Linked DNA regions of Anser cygnoides: region 1 is linked to region 2. Evidence: chromatin contacts called from public Hi-C data. All regions are on one chromosome and are shown on one strand. Each heading gives the region's core, a stretch centred on a gene start, on an enhancer-like site or on the middle of the called end of the contact. The rest is flanking DNA. Distances are from core to core; before and after follow the strand shown.

What was found. A called contact is a pair of places that touch in the nucleus more often than the background predicts.
Region 1: a Hi-C map of liver shows a contact between it and region 2, with 2.3 times the contacts expected there. The contact joins the promoter of RNF130 here to the promoter of MAML1 in region 2. A contact is called at or near these places in 3 of 7 Hi-C or Micro-C datasets (granulosa cells and liver).

Annotation. Positions count from the first base shown.
Region 1 is chr14:5,860,691-5,864,025 of Taihu_goose_T2T_genome, forward strand. RNF130 (ring finger protein 130) reads right to left here and starts at 1,871. Exons shown (of 9, transcript XM_048057193.2): 1 at 1,067-1,871. The coding sequence starts at 1,325.
Region 2 is chr14:5,692,887-5,696,162 of Taihu_goose_T2T_genome, forward strand. It overlaps MAML1 (mastermind like transcriptional coactivator 1), which reads left to right and starts at 1,385. Exons shown (of 5, transcript XM_048057310.2): 1 at 1,385-2,128. The coding sequence starts at 1,754.

The sequences.
Region 1 (3,335 bases), core at 621-3,120, 170 kb after region 2:
AGACAGGTTGGGACCACTGTGATCCATCAAGCAGTCCATTTCTTAAAAGATGGCAGTTGAGATAGTGTCATGAAAGGTTTTTAAAATAAGATACTATTAAAATCACATCATTGTGACTGAATGCCTCATTTCAAACAAAAACCAAGATAATACTCTCACCCGTTTAAGTTAGCATTCTCTATAAAACCTAACATTTCTCAGAAAAGAACGAATGGACAACAGCCTCACTTAATAAAAATAAACCTGGGAAGCACGACGCAGCGTTCAGCACTACAAAGTTGAGCACATTTTGGCCTGGACATGAGAGTAACAGCCCGATGGCTCCAGTCATTCAGAGTCTTGATGGACAGCTTAAAAAGCATTTTTGCGAAACGTTCACTCAATAATCATGACTCCGTGCAGCTGCAAAAGCTTAAGGCCTTCCAGATGCATATCCATCGCAGTGAGCACCGTGCAGCTGCTCTGACATTCACAGCAATGCTGTAACCATGCTGCTAGCCATCTCTACCGACTCTTTGTAGCTTAGAAATAAAGCCTACATCCCTCCACACGACCAGCCTACTTGGACTAAACCCATTATGCTTCGCCGAGCTGTCATTGAAGCCAGATCATGGATTTTTTTTTTTCCTTTTTTCCCCGTGGGCAACTTCTCCCTGCTCTTTTCCCAGAGCTCTCTAGGAAAGTCTGCAAAGCTCAGACAAAGGCCAACCGCCTCGCCGACGAGCGAGAAGAGGCCGAGGTGGGCAGAAATGGGAGCGGATGGAGTGGCAAGGAGCGGGGACCCCCGGCAGCATCGGGGACCCCTGGCAGCAGTAGTGGGGACCCCCAGGCAGCATCGGGGACCCCCAACAGCATCAGAGACCCCTGGCAAGTGCAGTTGGGACCCTGAGCAGCATCGGGGACCCCTGGCAAGTGCAATGGGGATCCCCAACAGCATCAGAGACCCCTGGCAAGTGCAGTGGGGACCCCCAGCAGCATCGGGGACCCCTGACAGGAGCAGCGGGGACCCCCAGCAGAGGCAGGGACCCCCCGCCAGCTCCTCCCCCCCCCCCCCGCAGGCCGTTACCTCCGTTGATGGGCACGGGAGCCACCAGCAGGCCCTTGACCTCCACCTTGGGGGAATCCTGCCCGTAGCGGCCGCGGTCGATCCTGAGCAGCGTGGGGCCGCCCCGCTCGGGGCTCAGCACCGTCACGTTGATGAGGGCGGTGTAGTACGCCTGGCTGGCGTTGTCGGCTCCGGCCGGCCAGAGCCAGCAGTGCCACAGCAGCAGCAGCAGCACCGAGGAGCCGCCGGTCGGGGGCCGCCGGCCCCGCCGCGGGTTCATCTTCGCCTCCGGGCGGAACCGAACCGGCGGTCACGGCTGACCTGGGGCCGGGCCCCCCGCTCCGGTCCGGCACGGGGGGGTGGCAGCGAGGCACGTTATCCCATCTGCCGGCCCGGGGAGGGAGACGGAGCGAAAGCAGGCGGCGGGAGGGGGGGGGGAAGGAGAGCGCGGGCTCATGCCATGGGAGGAGCCAGGGAAGTGGCGGCGGGTCCCGCTCCGCTGAGGGGCTGGGGGGGGGGGGGGTAGGGGTAGGGACGAGCCCCTCTCCGCCGGCCCCGCAGCTCAGGGCGCCGCGCTCATGCTGCCGCCGGGGGGACGCGGGCGGGCACCGGGGGCGAGAAGGAGGAGGAAGAGGAGGCGGTCCCCGCAGGCGGCCGCTGGGCTGAGGCTCGGCTTAGTGCGGCGGGCGGCGCGATCCGCTGCTGGCCCGGCCGGCTGCCCCGGCCGGCGGCTGCCGCCCCATGCCCGGCCCGGCCCTGCCCTGCCCTGCCCGGCTCCGCTCCACGGCCGCCCCGCTCCGCGCCCGGCGCCCCGACTGCAGCCCGGCGCCGCCCGCACTGCGCAGGCGCGCTACGCCCCGCCCGGCGCCACGAGGGCGAGGGGCGGGGCATGCGTAAGCCACGCCCCCAGTGGAGGGTGGGTGGAGTCACGGGGAGTGACGTCACGCGGTCGGTCGGTGGTGGCTGGGGGCGCCCGCCGCTGTGAGGGGCTGCGGGGGTGTGGGGGCTGCCCCGGCTCCTCAGCGCCGCTCCCCGGCCTCGAAGCCGTCAAAAATAAACACGGGGGAGCTTAAAAGCACGCGTGGGTGGGGAGGAGGGAGAGCTGCAGGTGTGAAGGGCTGTGGGCAGCTCGGCCTCAGCCCGCGACTGCCCCTTCCTAGCGTGGGGTTCCTTGTTTGTGCGGTGCTGAAAGGGGAAGCCTCACCCGCACTGAAACGTGAATAAACGCAAATCGCGTGAAACGCTGTAAAGCAGGACCTGAGGAATCGCTCTCTTGCTTACAAAGGCTTTGAGCCACTTCATGACCAGAAAAGTAACTAAACAGCGTAACGGCCTGCTCTGTTTTTGAAAAGCAAATTATCTGGAAATTATTTATGGCAAGGAAAAGTACCGCAGGGCTGTGGGTTAGGATATTTTCTAAATTTCCAAACGAGTAACTGTGCTGCTGTTCTTCTGAGATACTGTCTCCCTGGTGACTTCCCCAGCTGCTCTGCGAGGCCCTCTGATAAGCATTGTGCTTAACCTAAGCATCTTCTCAAACTGTTCTCTTGGAAGGTTTTGTAGTTTATCCACTCGTGATGTACCTAGTCACACGTGTGTAAGATAACACACTAAAAGCACGTTCTATTTATTACATTTAGCTGCAACTGTGGGTCTAAGCCTTCCCTCAGAGAGTCCCGTGTCATTCCCAAGGAAGGCAGGAGGCTTTGCAAGCCTGCGTCTCTGAGCAGAGGGGAGCCACGGGGTCTGCTAAAGGCACGTTGCTTGTGGTGCTGTTAAGATCCTCTGAGATGCTGTCTATGAAAAGCTCCATAGAAATGTCAATACAATCCAGGAAATGTTTCTGAAGCATCAGCTGAATGTTCTGTTTCTGTTTTTTTCTTTTTTTTTTTCTCTCTTTTTTTTTTTTTGCCATTCTTGGCAAATGCTGGGTGAGGAACCAAAGGCCGGTAATGGCCCCTCAACATTTCACCAAGCCTTTCACCCCAGATGGAGGAGCAACAGGAGGGCAAGAGTCATGGCAAACACACTGATACTGCTCTGTGCAGACCATGGTCCCGAGCCATCGTTCCTGCAGAGCAGATATTAGTTTGATTTTTCAGCACTATGACCTCTGCATCCAGCCTCCCCACTTCCCTTTTCTAACCACAAGAAAGGTCTGCTTTTCGTTCTGCTTTGTCCCGTTTCCTGCAGTCTGTGTTTCTGCCCCACACAACCAGCACTGCCATGAGCGCTCCTCTGCGCCTGCCCACAGCCCGGCAGCGGCCAAAGCCCTCTGGACGGACACAGC
Region 2 (3,276 bases), core at 135-2,634:
AAGGAACTTAAGATCGGCTATCAGCTTCTAAATAGTATTATGTTAAGGTGAAATGTAAATCTACATTTGCTTCTGCTAAATCTCCTTAAGAGGTCTCCTGTCTGCATGTTATGGCTTTTTTTTTTTGATACCATAGTGTATGCTTAAATAATCACTACAATAAATTATGACTTTCCAAAACGGATAGACAACTCAAAAGTTACTTCTTATCTTGCCTTCTGACTTGGGTGGCTCAGTTTAACTTCAGAATTGCTTTTAAAACTTTGAAGGAAAAAAAAATTGCTGTCTGCTTAGCCTGACTGGGGAAAAAATGCAAGTACAGCTGTGTTCTCTAAGTAGTGTAGCTCTGCCTGGTGGTGATCTGTGAATTAGGTTTGAAATCGGTGCAAAGTATGTGAAGGTATGCTGGGGCTGGGTGTTTGAGAGCAGCCTCGGTGAGGGATGCTGACTCAAGGGAGGGCGGTGAGGGAGGGTGAGGTGCTTCAGGTAAATAAGGGTGGGGGAGTGCTTGTAGCAGGGTAGGAGAGTAGAAAAGGCTGGAGTTTGTCTTTTTTCTCCTAGCAGTGGTGCTCAGAAAGCAGTTGATCAGGCTGCAGGTAACCTGCTGTAGAAGTGTTAACTGCATGGAAACTGTAATTAATTCACGATAATTCATCGGGGACTATTAAAATGTACCGAGGTTGTCTGATCCAAGGCTGACTTCTGGTAGCAGGTAGGGATGGGGGGAAGTGCTGAGGGCTGCCAGAGCTGATCCTCGGCCTCTTCCTCTGCCTGTCCCATAAGAGCAGTGCCCGGGGGCCGGGCTCTCCCTTGCACCCTGCTCTCAGCCTTTCATCCCCCCAGGCCCTGCGCCTTCTGTCAGGGCTGCACCTTTCCCAGCGTTATTTATTCGTGGCCTCACTGAGCCTTTCCCCGCTACTTGTGGCTGCGCTGCGCGCTTACGCACGAAGAGGATGTAAATAAATAAATTAACTCGAGTTTGCCTTCTGTTGTCTAATTAATTCCCCTGCTCGACCCAGGGGCCGGGGAGCTCGCCCCGAGCCCTCACCTCAGGGGCCCCTCCAGGAGCCGCTCCCCGGCCCCGCGGGGCGGGCACATCAGAGCCTGGCCCAGCTGCCAATCACCCGCAGGCCCCGCCCCTTTATCCAGCTCCTCCCCGCCCCTGCCTTTTAAACCCTCCGCAGGCCGCCTCCTGCCGGCCGCTCTCGCCCCGCCCCTTTCCTCCCCTCTCCCCCCCTTTCCCATTGGGCGGCAGCGCCGTCCGTCACCCCCTCGCCGCGCCGCGCGGCGTGACGTCACCCGCCACCCAGGAAGCCCCGCCTCCTGCTCCTCCGCTCGGCTCTGGAGGGGAAAAACAATTTCAAGATGGCGGCGGCGCGGCTAACAATGGGGGCTCGGGGCTCGGCGCCCGCCCGCGCCTGAGAGCGGCGCCCGCCGGGCAGCGCCTGAGCCGAGCCGCGCCGGGGCGGGAGGGAGCCGAGCGGGCTCCGGCCGGGGGCACAGCGGGGCGCAGGGCTTGAGGGAGAGGGGAGCTGAGCGGAGCGGCGCCGGCCGCGGGGCAGAAGGAGGAAGTGGGGCGGGGGGAGCCGTAGGGGCGCCGGGCCGAGGAGGGGGGGGAGGGGGGAGGAGGAGAGAGGAGGAGGAGGAGGAAGGGGAGGAGGGGGAGGAAGGGCGGCGAGGGGCAGCCCCGCTATGGCGAGGGCCGTTTCGCGGAGCCGCTGACCGGCGGCCGCTCTCCTCCCCTTCCCGGCCCATGGTGCTGCCGCCCTGCCCCATGGCGGAGTTCGTGGTGCCGCGGCACAGCGCGGTGATGGAGCGGCTCCGGCGCCGCATCGAGCTCTGCCGGCGGCACCACAGCGCCTGCGAGTCCCGCTACCAGGCCGTGTCCCCGGAGCGCCTGGAGCTGGAGCGCCAGCAGACCTTCGCCCTGCACCAGCGCTGCCTGCAGGCCAAGGCCAAGCGGGCCGGCAAGCACCGGCAGCCGCCCCCGGCCCCGCCGCCGCCCGCTCCCCCCCCGCCGCCGCCGCCGACCGCCGCGGGGGGCAGCGCCGACAGGAGCGGGGCCAACGGGCTGGACGCCGAGGCGGCGAGCGGCGAGCAGCACGGCCGCAGCAGCACGCTGATCGCGGTAAGGGGGCTGGGGGGACCGGGGGGGGGGGGGACCGGGAGGGACCGGGAGGGGGGGGACCGGCTGGCAGCGAGCCCCCCTCCGGGAGCTCCTGGTGGCTGCGGCCCCTCTTGATTCCCTTCCCCTGGCTGCTGGAAGGGTGCTGAAAGCTGCTGCCGGGGGCGGAGGGGGTTAAGGGGTCGCTCACCGGTTCCTACGGACGGTGGCTGTGCTCCTTCAGGGAACCGCGCAGCCTGGGGAGCTGTACTGCGGGGAGTTTCACCCAAAATGTCCCTGCAGAATCTGTCAGGGGATCGTCGGTGCTGCGGAGGCTTTGGGGGGTGTTTTTGTTGGCTTGTGCCTTCATGTAATCCGTCAGGGTTTAATCGGGTCACTTGTTAAGGGTACTTGATACGGGTGCGCTTATTACCAAGGAGATACTAAAAAATAAGAGTTTTGCTGCATCTTGGAAAGAGCTCCACTTGAAGTAGGAAGGCAGCCGCTTATTTGCTGCTCGCTGCAGTGGGTGTGAACACTATGGGAATCCCACTCCACCCAGTAAAAACTGGCTTAGCTCAAAATCTGAATGTTTCTCTGGCCTCTCTAGCATTTCTGGTTGTCAGGACTTATTCATACAGCCACGTTTGTATATCAAGATAGCTGTTGCTTAACTTACTCTGAACCCTTCAGACGTACCGCTGTGCGCTAATGTGTCAGTAACGTAGGTTAGTAGGATAACCTCTTAAAGGGTGCCTGTCATAATACCTGTCTTTCTCCAAAACAGGTATTTCTAAATGGTGGCCTTCGTGACAATGATACGGTACTGTTGTGGGTGCCTTTAAAAGGGGATGCTGGATTAACCAGATGTGGTTTCAAGTTAACGTATACGTTAAACCCAATTTTTAAGACGGTCTGTGTGTTTGATCGGAGTAGAGGAAGGGGAGGACACGATTCTCTGCTGCCTTGGATCTCATTTAGCTGTAGTTTTTAAAATAGAATTGCTACAGAGCTTACTGTGTTCTCAGGTGTGAGTGTACACGGTGTGAAGCAGTGAAACATGGCACATCGATGTCAGCTTTAATGTACCTAGCGCTAGGCAGCATGTATACAGCTTGGTTTGCAACATGAACTGAAAATGTTTCTCAGCCGAGTTGTTGTTACTCTTCCTA